2 separate regions of the Mus musculus genome follow, and region 1 is linked to region 2. Evidence: chromatin contacts called from public HiChIP or PLAC-seq data. All regions are on one chromosome and are shown on one strand. Each heading gives the region's core, a stretch centred on a gene start, on an enhancer-like site or on the middle of the called end of the contact. The rest is flanking DNA. Distances are from core to core; before and after follow the strand shown.

Region 1 (7,110 bases), core at 3,698-6,197, 60 kb after region 2:
ATTAGTTTTCATTTGAAATCTTGCATTTTTCTCAAAGGGCAGCTTTGTTTCTCAAGAACATACGGCTTTAAACCTATGTCAGCATTGGTTAGTATAGCATTGGTTTTCTGATAAAATACTATACTAAGACAATTTACTCTCTTGTCCAGGAGCTCATAATGTGTCAGGAAGAATTCACTCTTTCTAAGAATGTCTTTACAGATTGTTAACCCAAGACTTAATGGCAACAACAAAAGTGTGTTCAGTTGGGACTTTTAACACTTTTACCTAACACCCTAACACTCTATATCCCATATACAATTACTGAACTGAGCCATAAATTTGTATTGTGGTACCTAGTCTTCTTGAGGAAGGAGCAGTCCTCCTTCATCCTGTGGGGGTAAAGAAACAAGGTTTATTCCTAGAACTTTTCCCAGCCCAGAGCTACTCTCTTGCTGTCTAGACTAGAATGTCTGACTCATTCTACTTTACCTTTTGTCTTTATGTGATTTCAAACTATTGCACCAAGCAAGCACTTTACATTAACTTATGAAAGTACCCACTCCAGCCTACAATGCAAAGTAATGCCTGTACTTTAGTAGTGATAAGAAATGAGTGCATGGTTTGTCCACAGCCTTGTTTTCTTTGTCATGTGGGTTGTACAAATACAAAGCGTTTCCATGGACTTTGGGAATATCACTTCTATACTTGGCTTAACTCACTCCTGCTAGTTAACTCTAGAGAGATGTGAACTTCCTAAGTATGGAGACATAATGTCTCATGGCCAACACCATGAATTACCAAACTGAGTAGTTAATTATAAATGACAAGAGAATATAGTTTGTCAAGTTACAGTTATAACTGAAAACTCTGTAAATACATTACACAGTCAAATCAAAATTCACATTTCTAAGTAGCCATAGAAAGAATTTAGGGCTAATTTATATTGTTGTGAGAATTTGTCAAACTCATAACACATGTAAGTGTTTGAGCCATGAGTTTGAACCCCTAAAACTTGTTCCATGTTAAGTATTTTACTACTTAGACCCATCCGTGTTTATCTAACATATGAACTCTTCAACACAACAAATAAGACTTTCTCGTGGGGAAAAAAAAATCAGTATGTGCTCCAATGACTCATTTTTCTTCTAATTAAGGCAAGAAAAGAAAAAAAATACTACATTGTAATTAGGTACATTAGAAAATTTTACTTTAAAAGTAATAAAATGGTAGACATTTTACTAGGCTATCTTAAAGATAAATATCTGCATTAACATAATGATAATTTATTGGACTATTCCATGTAGTAATTCATCTAACCCTCTGTGTTAACTTTAAATTTTTTTCTCCATTTATAAATAAAAAGCAATGGTCAGAGTCAAATAGACTGAACTGTTTCTGTGTAATGAACAAGATGAATTAGTCTATAAAACATAAAGCTGATATAAAGTCTTTTCCTGGCTGCCAACAGTTTATAAATGTTTACAGGAGCCTCAGGAAGAATATAGACTCAGGATTTACTTCTGGTCCTAAGTGACCTTACTACAGGTGCTTGGATAAGCTCTTCAATCTCTCTGGATCCCCGGGTGTCATCTCTAGTACAAGAGAAGGGATATGAAGCAGACATTCTCTACATTTCTTTAAGCTCTTCTCTGATTTTACAATGGGCTAAAACATAGCCTTCCTTGAGAGTGAAATACCTTCAGTTCTTCCCACTTAAAAAACAAAACAAAACAAAATAAAAATAGTGTTTTTATTTTGTGATATTTTATTCATTCTGAGGCCGTTATGGTCATGCCTTAAATTAGAGTTATCACAGGCTTTGGTTCCATACAGATTTCTGAAAAATGATTTATAGCTTAGTTTTATGACATAAAAAATGCATAAGAATTAATGATTGCCAAAGCCCCTTTACCCCAGTAGATCTAACTTAAGCAGCTTTTTGGCTTCTACTAATGCAAAACACAGCTATAATATCATGAATTACTTACTGATTTCTCTGGAAGAAATAATGCTACGATGGTTGTGCTTAGGGAAACACTTCCTGCACAAAATCGCAGACTTTTTCTTCCTTCCATGTTTGACAAAGACCTGAGTTATATATGAATTCACTCAGGGTTTTCTCCACAATGTGAAGTAAGTGGGCAATGTTTTCCCTAGAAAAGATTTATTTCAATATCAGAAAAAATTTTTATACAATGTGAAATACAACTCTGTTCATGGCTTTGATTGCCAACACTTGGATGGGTCCTTCTGGAAGTATCTGCAGCTCTAAACACCTGTGCTTTGTACTGTCCCTACCACAGCACACCCCATGTGATCTCATTTCAAACTGGGACAGCTGTTAATCATACACAAGCACTTGCTTTACCCTAGTTTGTCATTAAATCCTTTCCTGGTTTGTGAGATAAGTTTATATTAGAATTTACTTGGATGGTTTTAAAGAGCTCACTGTGAATCCTGGACCTGGAAACACACCATATCTGTCTTTCTAGGAATATATGCTAATGGAAGGTAATGTTTCAAAATATAACACTTGTGAAATTCATAAGTCATGACTCCTGACATGTTCAAATAAGAATAGGTTTAGTCAAAGAATACACATGGAGGGACCCATGGCTCCAGCCGCATATGTAGCAGAGGATAGCCTTGTCAAGCATCAATGGGAGTAGAGGCCCTTGGTCCTGTGAAGGCTCAATGCCCCAGTGTAGGGGCATACCAGGGCAGGGAGGTGGGAGTAGGTAGGTGGGTGGAGGAACACCTTCATAGATGCAGGGGTAGGAGGGATGGGATAAGGGTTTGGGGGGGCAAACCAGGAAAGGGGATAACATTTGAGATGCAAATAAAGAAAATATCCAATAAAAAAAAAGAATAGGTTAGGGCTGTTTGTTTTTGTTGTTTTTAATCTTCACTGGGAAGAGACTTAATAAAGCATTACCTAGATCATGCTCTCTTATAGACAACTCTATAGAAGATTGTCTTAATTGCTAATTAATGTAGAAAGAGCCACTCTATTGTGCTACCAGTCCTGGAACAGGAGGTTCCTGAATAGTAGAAGAGATAAGAGAGCAAGAAGAGAGAAAGAAAGGATACAACTATGCAATTTATTTGCTCTTGACTGTGGGTGTGATGTGACTAATTGAATTCTTGCCCTGACCTCCCTGAAACCACAGCCTATGACCTGGAATGATAAGCCAAATAAAACCTTTTCCCCAAAGTTGCTTTCTATCAGAGAATCTGTCATGGCAACAGAAAGGAAAGTAGGATAACCGATGAGACAAAACAGCTAGAAAAATGTCTAGCTGAGACTGTGGAAAGACACATTAGATCACTAACTCCAAGTATTTGTTGACTACCCTGGGGCATAGGGCCACAACACAATCAGGGGCCTTCTCTTCCATTGATGAGAGATAAGGCCATCCTCTGCTACATTTGCAGCTAGAGCCATGGGTCCCTCCATGTGTATGCTTTAGTGTCTGTGTTTGGTGACTGTATATGGAATGGAGTCAAGTTTGATTTGTAAGAAATATCTTAAACAGAATTCAGCAAGTCAGCAAAATTTTAAAGAATTATATTTGGATTTCGTGGTAATATTTCTGACATTATTAAATACTAGATCAGTGCCAGTGGGTTGACTATTTAAAGTTATACTTGTATGTGTGTGTGTGTGTGTATGTGTGTGTGTATGTGTGTGCGTGTATGTGTGTTTGATGCTGTGTATGAAACACAAGACTTTGAACATGCTAGATAAATTCTCTGTCACTGAGCTGTATCCACCAGACCAAATGCTCAAACTTTTTCATTAAATTACCAGTTAATTAAATACAGTCTTAAATGTGTAATTCTTAGGATTGGCCTCCGTTCTGATCCATAAGATCAAACTGATGTCTCAGTTCTTTTCTATGTCTTGGGTTACTAAGTGAGAATGTAAAAGACCATTTGGTCTTTAAGAAGATAGGAAATATACATCTCCTCATGGAACATTGGTAATGACTTTTCTCATTGGACCTCATTTCTTTTTGTAATTCTCAATGTCAAGTGTCTTGGAAGACACTGCAGCTTATAAAAAAAAAATAGCTGGCCTGCATTATGCAGAACAGGAATCCCATGTCTATAACTATACCAGATACCTCAGACTTAGACTATTCATTGGCTCACTATGCTGTCCTTCTTTGAAAAAAAAAATCATTTTAGAAAAAGCATATTCTTTCAACCCTGGGTTGAAAGGCTGGGGATAAAATGAATCCCAATTGTACTGAACCAGTGTCACAACCATGAGCATAACATTAAGGGCAACATACAGATCTTTACTCCTTAGATTATCAATACAAATCATTTGAAGATGTCCATAAAAGTTGTTGAAGTCTCCTAAATTTCCTTTAACATTTCTACAGTCATATTTGTAAGAAAGCAAATCTGATAATAAAATCTTTAATAAAATATTTATATTTTTATGTTATATGTATGCACATTTCGTCTGCATGTATGTTATGTGCATCATGTACATGCCTGGAGCCAATGAAGGGCAGAAGAAGGAATTTGGTTCCCGCAGTCCTCTGCAAGAGCAGGGCATGCTCTTTACCGCTGAACCATTCTCTAAACCCTCTGATGATATTACTCCAAGTCTTTAACGACACGGCCAATGAAACAATACATGTATAGTGCTTAGGTCCCAAATTCATATTTTGTCAGTTCTGTAGCTATCAAGAACCCCACTCCTGTCATTCAGAAGAAAACCCTCTTCTAGTCACAACTCTCAAAAGCTTTTTCCAGGGAAATTAAAGGCTGCCATTATTTGTATCTCTTCCTGGGTTGGTTCTACCCCTCTCCACATGGTTTTGCCTCTGTTTTTGTGCCATCAAAGCTGTCCCTGCCTCTGAGCTGTAATGTACAGAGCAGTGGGTGGTCCTTGCACTGGCGGAAAATTCACATGCTGGAAAATCTTATGCCAGGGTCCCAGCCTAGATCTATGGAGTAGAAGAACCTACCAATCTGTGTTTAAACATGCTGTCCAGGTTGCTAAGGCGGTTTGAGTTTGGAGACCACAATGGTAAATTAGTTAACCTGCCACCATAGTGATCCAGCTGACAGGACACAGATTTACTAGCCTTTCCCTAAAATGCCAACACCCTGTGAGCACTAAAGCAGTTTGTCCCAATAAACAAATAAAAATCTAAGAGTCCGGAGTGCAACTGACTTTCCTGTATTGTTTAGTTATCCAGCATCAGGGGTGCAAACCCTGGTTCTTCTGCTTTTGCATAGCTATTGCTTAATTCACTTCCAAATTTCATGACCTCAAGTGTGACCTTGCAGTTCCTTTGAAAAACATGTGGTAAGTAGAAACAGGAATTAAGGGAAGGAGAAGCTAACTAAAAAAAACAAAAAACAAAAAAACAACAAAAAAAACCAACTCCCCAAAATTTAATATCACATATATTATTTTGAGCTACACTCAACATAGTGATTACTTACACATTATTTCAAAAGAAATTAATTGTTGAATTAGCCTAATACACTATCTCAGACAGGTCAAAAACATGTTCTCATTGCTACTGTATGCAAAATAAATTTTAGAGTGCTTGTAATCCAATATGACAGATGTGACTCCAAAATAAATGATATTTTATTTTGATTAAAACCCAGACAGGTTCAAACTGGTAGTAAACTAACAGACAGTAACATGCCCAGCTCCCTTTCATAGGGCAATAATCTTTTTGATCTTTTTTTTATATCAAATATTTATGGAATATTTTGGTGACACAGAACATCCAAGATTTTGGTGAGAGTTTTTAACTCTACAGGCTCTGAATGATGTTTTTTTTTTAATTATTATCATATAATCATCAAAGGGAAAATAACAGCACTAGAGACTGCTCCAGACAATAGGCCAGCTGTTCAGACAGTCATGGTAATGGAGAGAAGGATTATGGGAACTGGGGTCAACTCTGTGACAAAGGTAACTGAGGTTTTTTTTAAAGGAAGACAGATAGGGTCTGTATTAGTACCTTTTCTGTTGCTATGACAAAATACCTAAAACTGTGTACCATGTAAGGAATAAAGGTTTATTTGACTCATCATTCCAGGGGGCAGAGAGTTCAATATCAAGGTACAGACATCTGTCAAAGCCTCCTTGAGGCATCATTGGTGAAGAAGAACAGATTAGCTCAGGTCTCTCTGTGTATGTAGCCATGAATGCCACCACAGAAACCTACCTTAATCGTGGGTCTCTATTTAGCCATAAATGTCATCATATAAATCTACCTCACTTTCATGACTCTATCGAAACCTTTGGTATATTACTAATAGCAGTTTTATTTAATAAAGCTTAACACTGTAGAAAGAGTAAAGGCTTTGTATCCAAATATCAAATCAACTATATTCAAGACAGTATATGCCCACTAATTTATATAATTTTGCCAAAGCTTTCTCCAGCTTGCAAATAACACAAAGCTTAACTCTGATATATTTTGTTAAATTAATTGGGAATTTGAGTCATATATAAGAGTACAAAGCCCACGAGGGGCCTTTATAACAGCTTTATTTGTGTTACCTATTATTTTCAAATAAATTTAAGGGAGTTGGAGATACAGCTTAATGGCAACATACAAATATTTTGTTGTCTTCCACTGATCAAAAATGAACATTGCTTAAATTAAAGATCCTACATGAAAAATAACCGTTTAACACCATGTTCAAAATTCCTCTACTTATAATTATATTAACTAATAGTTGAGCATATATTCAAAATTTATTAAAAAGACCCTCTAGATTTACAATAACTTACTTATAACTGATATCAAATATACCTTAAAATTCATTTTTTCTTTGAATTCATTTTGAAGTTATTTTTAATTTCATGTTTCTTTTAGTGAGATATGAACTTATTTATTCATAATTTCACAAATAGGACTCCTAGCAAAAACAAAAATTGTAGATTTTAGAAATGCCCCCATTTTGCCATGCACAGTCAATTGATTCTCTTGGCATTCTTGACTATCTACCAAGTGTATATTATGAACAACATGTATCTATTACGGTTCTTTAATGAATATGAATTATACAGGAGATAAATCCCAGTGTGATTCTTAGGGGACCAAATGCATAGCCATGACCTGCTGCATACTTCTCTGT
Region 2 (6,557 bases), core at 1,699-4,198:
TATTGCAGCTAAAAAAAAAAAAGGAAGGTAGGTAGAATTTCAGTCCTTTGAAGTAACTGAGAATGATTCAGGCCTCATTACAGAGATATAATCTACATTCATACATTTATGTTAGTGATTCAAATCTATTGGGAGAGATTGGATTCCGTTAAATAGCGCATCTTTCCTGTGGAACTTTTCTCAGGCTTTCTGGGGCTAAGCTAAGAGGTGACTTCACAATGCAAAGTGGTGGGGGATTTAGGGATTCCACTGGGCCTCAGAAAACAAGGCAGTACAGAGAAGAAAAAGAAGAATGAGATATAATCTAAAAAGCTATGTCAGCTTTTCCTTTGGGCAATTTAGTAAATGTCCCGCCCCCTCCCTGCCATCACGCTGTACAGATGAGAGGCAAAAGGACTCGGGAACCCTCAAACATTGCACCTGCTGCTGACAAGTTTTAATGTGAAAGTTTTGAGAATGCCCTTTACCTCACTATAGGTAGAACTAAAGGCAAACTTTTAGCTAGAAAATCTGAACAGCTTTGACTGGAAATAAAGGTGATGGAGGGTTGGGGTGGGGGTCCGGGGAGGAGTGGGAGTGTTGGGCTGAAGAAGTGTCTGGTATGAATTTAAAAAACAGAAAAGCACTCAAGTTGGCATCAGTAATGTTGGTATCCAGTGTAAAGAAACCCCAAACTAATTACTTCCTGTGTTTAATAATTTTTCACAAAAGAATCTTTATTGTATGGTTCCATCAAACATATTTTTTTAAATGTAATTTCAATGGGTTGTCAATTCAAACATTTGAATTCTTCCTTCTTTGGAGGTGTGACTTAAATCCCTTAGAAACTGTCTACCCCTTCACTTGCTTGTCTACTCAGGTATAAAACTGTGAAGTAGGAAATTGAAATTAGCACTGTGGGCTCATTTTTCAATATCCATGCTTTAATTAAAGAAGCAAGACTTTGTTTGACGCATGCTCTTTATTTGCTTAACTTTTCAATTAATAGCTACAGAAATCAGCTAATCATATTAAAGTTAGAAATCTGCTGTGATGTTCGTCACGTTGTTGAAATCTTTTGAATGAGCATTGCAATGAGTTATAAATAATGCAATTAAAAATCTCGATTCTGGTATTATTAAGTAGTTCTATTTCAAAGGCAGTGAACACACAGAGAAATGGAAGAGCATGCATTCAAACCACTAAAATGTATTTGGGGAATCATTAACAACGTCTATCTCTAAGACTTTTGAATTTTAATTGTCTTTCTCCAGTTCCCAGTGAAGACTGAAACCCAGTGCGCATGACAGGGTTCCTGGCTTGTGTGTGCAAGCTCCTTTTGTAAATTGTTTCTGAATCACTATGCCAGTTGCTAACTCTCAAATTCACCTTGAAACCTCTGCTTCTCCCTCAGCCATTTAGGTTGAATCATGTGAAATCACCACCACCGTATGATATTGACCATTTGTTTTGCTTAGCCAGAACACAGATGTCTAACTGCCTCCCACAACAGAGTAATATATGTTCATGCAATCCTTCCAGCCAGCCGTTCCCTAGTTTAGATATTTTTCTTAAGGAAATGATCTCTGGTACTCAGAATTGTATCATACTCAGGTAGGAATGGATTATTACAATGTTTCCTCCTGGTACCTTTTTGTTTTGGGCAATAGTTTCCTGGTCTTGTGCTGACTTCTGTCTGTGTCTGGGTTGAAAGTTTGTTTCTGAGAGCAGGGGTAGAGTTGGGGGTTGGTGTGCACAAGAGTGTTTGTGAAAGGTCGGTAGGTAGTGAAGCTGCGTTGTAAAGTAGAGCCCTTTAAACATTAAGTTTGAAGATGGGCGGGGACCTCCTCTTTATGGTAAAATGCAAAGGAAATTGCATAGAGGAAAAAAAACAGGCAGCAGGGGATTTGGTCAAACTCTGTGATAAAATCTGCGATCGCAGGAAAGTGCGTAGGCTTTGAAGTCCATGCGTGATTCTGTAAAGGACTCGTGTTACCAATTAGAAATCAGTAACCTGGGTCCCTGATTTCATTTGCGCCAAGAGAGAGGCTATGTTTAAGGGTGACGATAAATCTCCCTGAGCTTAAAAAGACAGAGAGGGCCAAAGTGTGAACTTTTTACTTCAGCAACGGAAGCGAGAAATCAATGATTCATTAAAACCCGAGACCTCCTTGGAAGCTGGCAGGAGAGGAGGAAACGAAGCTAGCTCATTATGTCTCCCTTCTCGATTTTAGCTTCTATCAGTTTATAATCTGTTCTTGGAGAGAGTTTGCCCAGAGCATCCTCTTCTGCCTTCTCCCCAGCCCTCTTCCCTGCTTCTGGGATCTGGAAGGCAGAAACACATCCACACACAAAAGCCAAGCTCCAAACTCTATTTTCGCGGCCAAAAGGAAAAAAAGAAAAGAAAGAAAAAAGAAAGAAAAGGAAGGAAGGAAGGAAGGAAGGAAGGAAGGAAGGAAGGAAGGAAGGAAGGAAGGAAGGAAGGAAGGAAGGAAGGAAGGAAGGAAAGAAGAAAACTACAGTGGAAAACAAGTGAGCAAGGGGCTCCCTGTAGGGGAGGGGAGTGGTTCCCGCCGGAGGGCAGCAAAATTCGGAAAGCACGCGGACAACTCGCGCTGGTGGCCAGCGCTGCGAGCACAGGACGCCGGAGCCGCAATTAGCAGGAGCTGCAGGCTGCGGGGCGGCTGCGCCCACGGAGGCGGCGAGGAAGGGACCCGCAGCCCCCAGCTCAGAGCAAAGGCATCGCGCACTCCTCTCGCCCAAGATCCCCCCGCCCCCTCCCCGGTCCCTTCCCCCCTCCCTTTTCTCTGGCGTTCCCAGCAGCTTAGGGTTTCAGATGTCCCACCGCCGTTTGACCCCCTCCCCCCCTTCTCCACCCCTGCAAATGAGGTTTGACCAGCAGAGGCAGAGCCCACCTCTGGCTGAAAAGCACTGACATTTAGACTCCAGGCTTCAACCTGTTTACAAGCGGCTTTCCAAGGGACTTGGAGGTGGAGAGAAGGGCCCAACAAAACGCCAGCCGCCAGCCGCCCCCCAAACAAGAAGTGGCTTTCGGAAGACTTCACATCAACAGGCACCACCAAAAAGAGAAAGGAAGGAGAAGACAACAGCGCCTGGGCAGCTGCCTCCAGTTCTGACAACTCCAAAGAGACACTTTTTAAGTGGCCAGCAGGCTGGGACTCTGCAGAGAAGGACCAGAAGGTGCCAACCGCAGAGGGGCGCAGATGTCTTCCTGCACCCCCACCCCACCCACTTTGGGTTTTGTTCACCGTCCTGTCATCTGTTTTTCAGACCTCTTTTGCATCTAACATGGTGAAGAAAGGAGTGAAGAAGAGAACAAAGTAACCCCCGGGGGGAGCGAAGAGCTCTGGTGACCGACACCACCAGTTCCTACTGCCGCGGCCACCCACGTCCACTGTTCACCCTGAGACTGGAGAGACGCAGGCAGCGGATCCGAGGACGGAGCGAGGACAGGCAGCCGGTCCTTCCTAGAAGTTATGGATGTTGGTGCACTCGCTTCTGGCCAGATCCGTACCCAGAGGGAGCTATCCAGAAGCCACCACCTCCAGCTGTCTCTCTGCCTCGCAGCAGGTCTTACCCTTCCAGTATGTTCCTTCTGATGAGACAATTTCCAGTGCCGAGAGTTTCAGTACAATGTGGAAATGGATACTGACACATTGTGCCTCAGCCTTTCCCCACCTGCCGGGCTGCTGTTGCTGCTTCTTGTTGCTCTTTTTGGTGTCTTCGTTCCCTGTCACCTGCCAAGCTCTTGGTCAGGACATGGTGTCACAGGAGGCCACCAACTGCTCTTCTTCCTCCTCGTCCTTCTCCTCTCCTTCCAGTGCGGGAAGGCATGTGCGGAGCTACAATCACCTCCAAGGAGATGTCCGCTGGAGAAGGCTGTTCTCCTTCACCAAGTACTTTCTCACGATTGAGAAGAACGGCAAGGTCAGCGGGACCAAGAATGAAGACTGTCCGTACAGTAAGTAACAAATGCGTGCTCCTCTCCTTCCAATTATCCACCCCCACCCCACGCGGGGAGGGGGGGGGAGACAGAATCTGTTCCAGATGTGGCCAGCTAAATATTTATGTCCCCAACCCCTGTAAAATGATGAAGTGGAATACTTTCACACTAAATCAGCCCCCTCCCGAGTATACATTGTGCGCAGCATTTCCTCCACCATGCAAGCCTCCTCCACATCCCTTGCAACCCTGATTCCCTGATCTCTCTAGTCTGTCACTCACAGGATCACTCCTGGTGCTGTTCAGTTGCTGCTGCTAGGAGATGCCCCATTCTGTCTCCAATACCTTCCCCCATCTCACCCAGAGGTCTCCTTTCCCTCCCTTCTGGAAATGGCTCAAGTAAACACATTTTGTTTCTTTTCGCTGGCAATCTTAAGAGTTTTTGGGACAGACTCCTCAAGCTGAAAATAATTATCCCGTGTCAATTATGGGAGCTTTATGGGAACTTTAAGGAAGAAAAGTCACTTCCAGTCCCCAGCAAAAGCCCCACCATTTCTAGATAGAGGCCAAAGAGTTTATTTTCCCTGGTTTTGACTTTTTTTTTCACCCCCTCCTTTTGGGTCCTTCATTTCGGTTTGAGTGATTGCAGTCCATGAAGTTGGTCTTTCGGGCAGCACCGCTGCTATTTGTCTCCTGCCTGCCTTCTCTTGGTAACATGACGCTCATGTCTGCATTGTCAATAGCATATGCGCTGCTTTGTGGTGTCTTGTTGTACTGTTTCTTCTGAAACCTCTCATATTGCAGAGGCATAGTACTACAGCATTGTAAACATCTGGGACTGGATTCACGCAGACCTCACACAAATTTCATTGTCATCCTTTTATTTTCAAAGTAAAAGCCCACGTCTGTTTCCAAGGCTGTATCCCATAGGGCGAGGCTGGTCTCCCCAGCACACATTCTGCAGGGGATCTTTGGATCTCTTTCTCTCCTTTTTTCCTTTCTCTCTGGTCTTTCTTTTCGTTCTGTCTTGTGGGGGTGGGGGTGGGGAGCTGGGGGGCTGAAAGGGGAGGAAGAATGGGGAGAGAAGGGGTGGGTACCATGTCTCTTCTTGAATCAAGCCAGCCAAGCCAGATTATTCTGCTGGCTTCCTTTCCTGGTTACTTTCAAGTGCTGTGACTTATTCATCCTCCACTGATTGTTATTTGAAAGGATCCCAAGGCTATGTAATGGCACACTGAAGACAGTAGACAATGACATTTAAACATCTTTAATGACCGCTTGGCTTTATCTCTTTGGTAAATTCCAGGTCACCTTTCAAGGGGAACTTTTTGTGTTAGTTCTTTGGGAATTCTGAATATATATTGGCCAGCAAACTTAAATATGTGAGTCATCCATTTCCTAAGCTTTGACTCAGAATGTATCAGGTCCTGATGAAAGTGACAGATGAACAGAATTAAGCATTTTATTTTTCAATAAAGATTACAGGAATTAAGACTTCAGTTTTCTTCTCCGAGGACTCACAAACACCCAACATTAACTTTTGCTGATCTTCACTAGCTGTTATCCTGATGGCTTGTTAAAATTAGCAATGTGTTTATGAGCAATACATTGGCAGAAGCATTTGAATGTAATCTATGTTAAGTTTAGTATTGGAAATATTAAGTACCTTGTTAGAAATGGTATTAGTCAGGATGGTTGCTCCTCCTTGAAAGTCTGTTGCCATCTGAGTGTGATAGATCCTATAGATAACTTTTATGGCTAGATTACCTAATTTAATACTTCTAAAGTAGAATTGGGTGGTGGTACCCAGTTAAGAAAGGACTAACCTCGGAATTGCAGGTGTTTGTTTGTTTGTTTGTTTGTTTAATCCCCATGGGATGACTTCCTTTAGTTCATATGGAAAACATGAAGAAATGTAATAAACTTTCTAAGTTTTGATCTTTAGGTTACTTCCTTCTTTTTAATATTTTAATAAGAACTCACTCGTTGTTGCTCTGTTTTAAATGGGTTTTTAAAATGTGATGTAATGATCAACCTGCAGCTATTTTTGTTGATGATACTTAAATGACTATTTTGTAAAATATTGATTCCTGTGCCATGAACTACTTAGCAAAATGACTCCCGGGGAACACATTGAGTTTTATTTTTACAATATGAACTATCCCAAATGAGAAAATTATGCAACTTTTATTGCATAAACAAGGGCAGCAAATTTCCACCCTAACATTTTTTAAAAATAAAAATAGACATTATCTTTTTTTGTGGGATAACATATACTAATCACTAATATTCTCTTTGGAAATTATAAGCCAAATATATAATATAAGAAGACTGTCTTAATTAATAGTTTAAAAGGGAAGGAGGATGGTTATATTGCTAAATACTGCCAGACCATAACTAATTTAAGCTTTCCAAGAACATGTGTATCAAAGCATAGCAAGTGAAAAACTACAGATTGAGGAGGCCTTAATTTCACATGTGGCCCAGTAATCAGAATGCTGCTATCATCTCCAGCTGGGCTGATTCAGCTGAAATACATGGTATCATTAAGATGTTGCTTAAAGATTCCATAATTGCACGTAAGGAACATTTGCCACACCCACAGGGGTAGCCAG

The links. HiChIP or PLAC-seq counts read pairs in DNA pulled down with a chosen protein or histone mark.
Region 1: an H3K27ac HiChIP or PLAC-seq map of embryonic stem cells shows a contact between it and region 2, with 5 read pairs. The contact joins the enhancer-like site here to the promoter of Fgf10 in region 2. A contact is called at or near these places in 4 of 39 promoter capture datasets (the 3T3-L1 cell line, the HPC-7 cell line, hematopoietic stem and progenitor cells and 1 more), 2 of 484 Hi-C or Micro-C datasets (nephron progenitors and pancreatic cancer cells), 3 of 115 datasets of contacts at active chromatin or transcription factors (embryonic fibroblasts and embryonic stem cells) and 2 of 9 other capture datasets (adipose tissue and liver).

What each region holds. Positions count from the first base shown.
Region 1 is chr13:118,770,099-118,777,208 of GRCm38.p6, forward strand. The region is part of intron 1 of Fgf10 (fibroblast growth factor 10); the gene reads left to right. Among named protein-coding and RNA genes, the nearest start is that of Fgf10, 59 kb to the left of the region's middle. Within about 2 kb of position 4,948, at least 9 of the 459 cell types and tissues checked have an H3K27ac peak or open chromatin away from gene starts, as enhancers often do. A contact at or near this core is called in embryonic stem cells, where this site is marked.
Region 2 is chr13:118,711,751-118,718,307 of GRCm38.p6, forward strand. Fgf10 (fibroblast growth factor 10) reads left to right here and starts at 2,949. Exons shown (of 3, transcript NM_008002.4): 1 at 2,949-3,961. The coding sequence starts at 3,634. RefSeq lists enhancers at 1-1,050, 1-790, cis regulatory regions at 196-1,458, 1,550-2,186, 2,747-2,757 and a promoter at 2,980-3,633.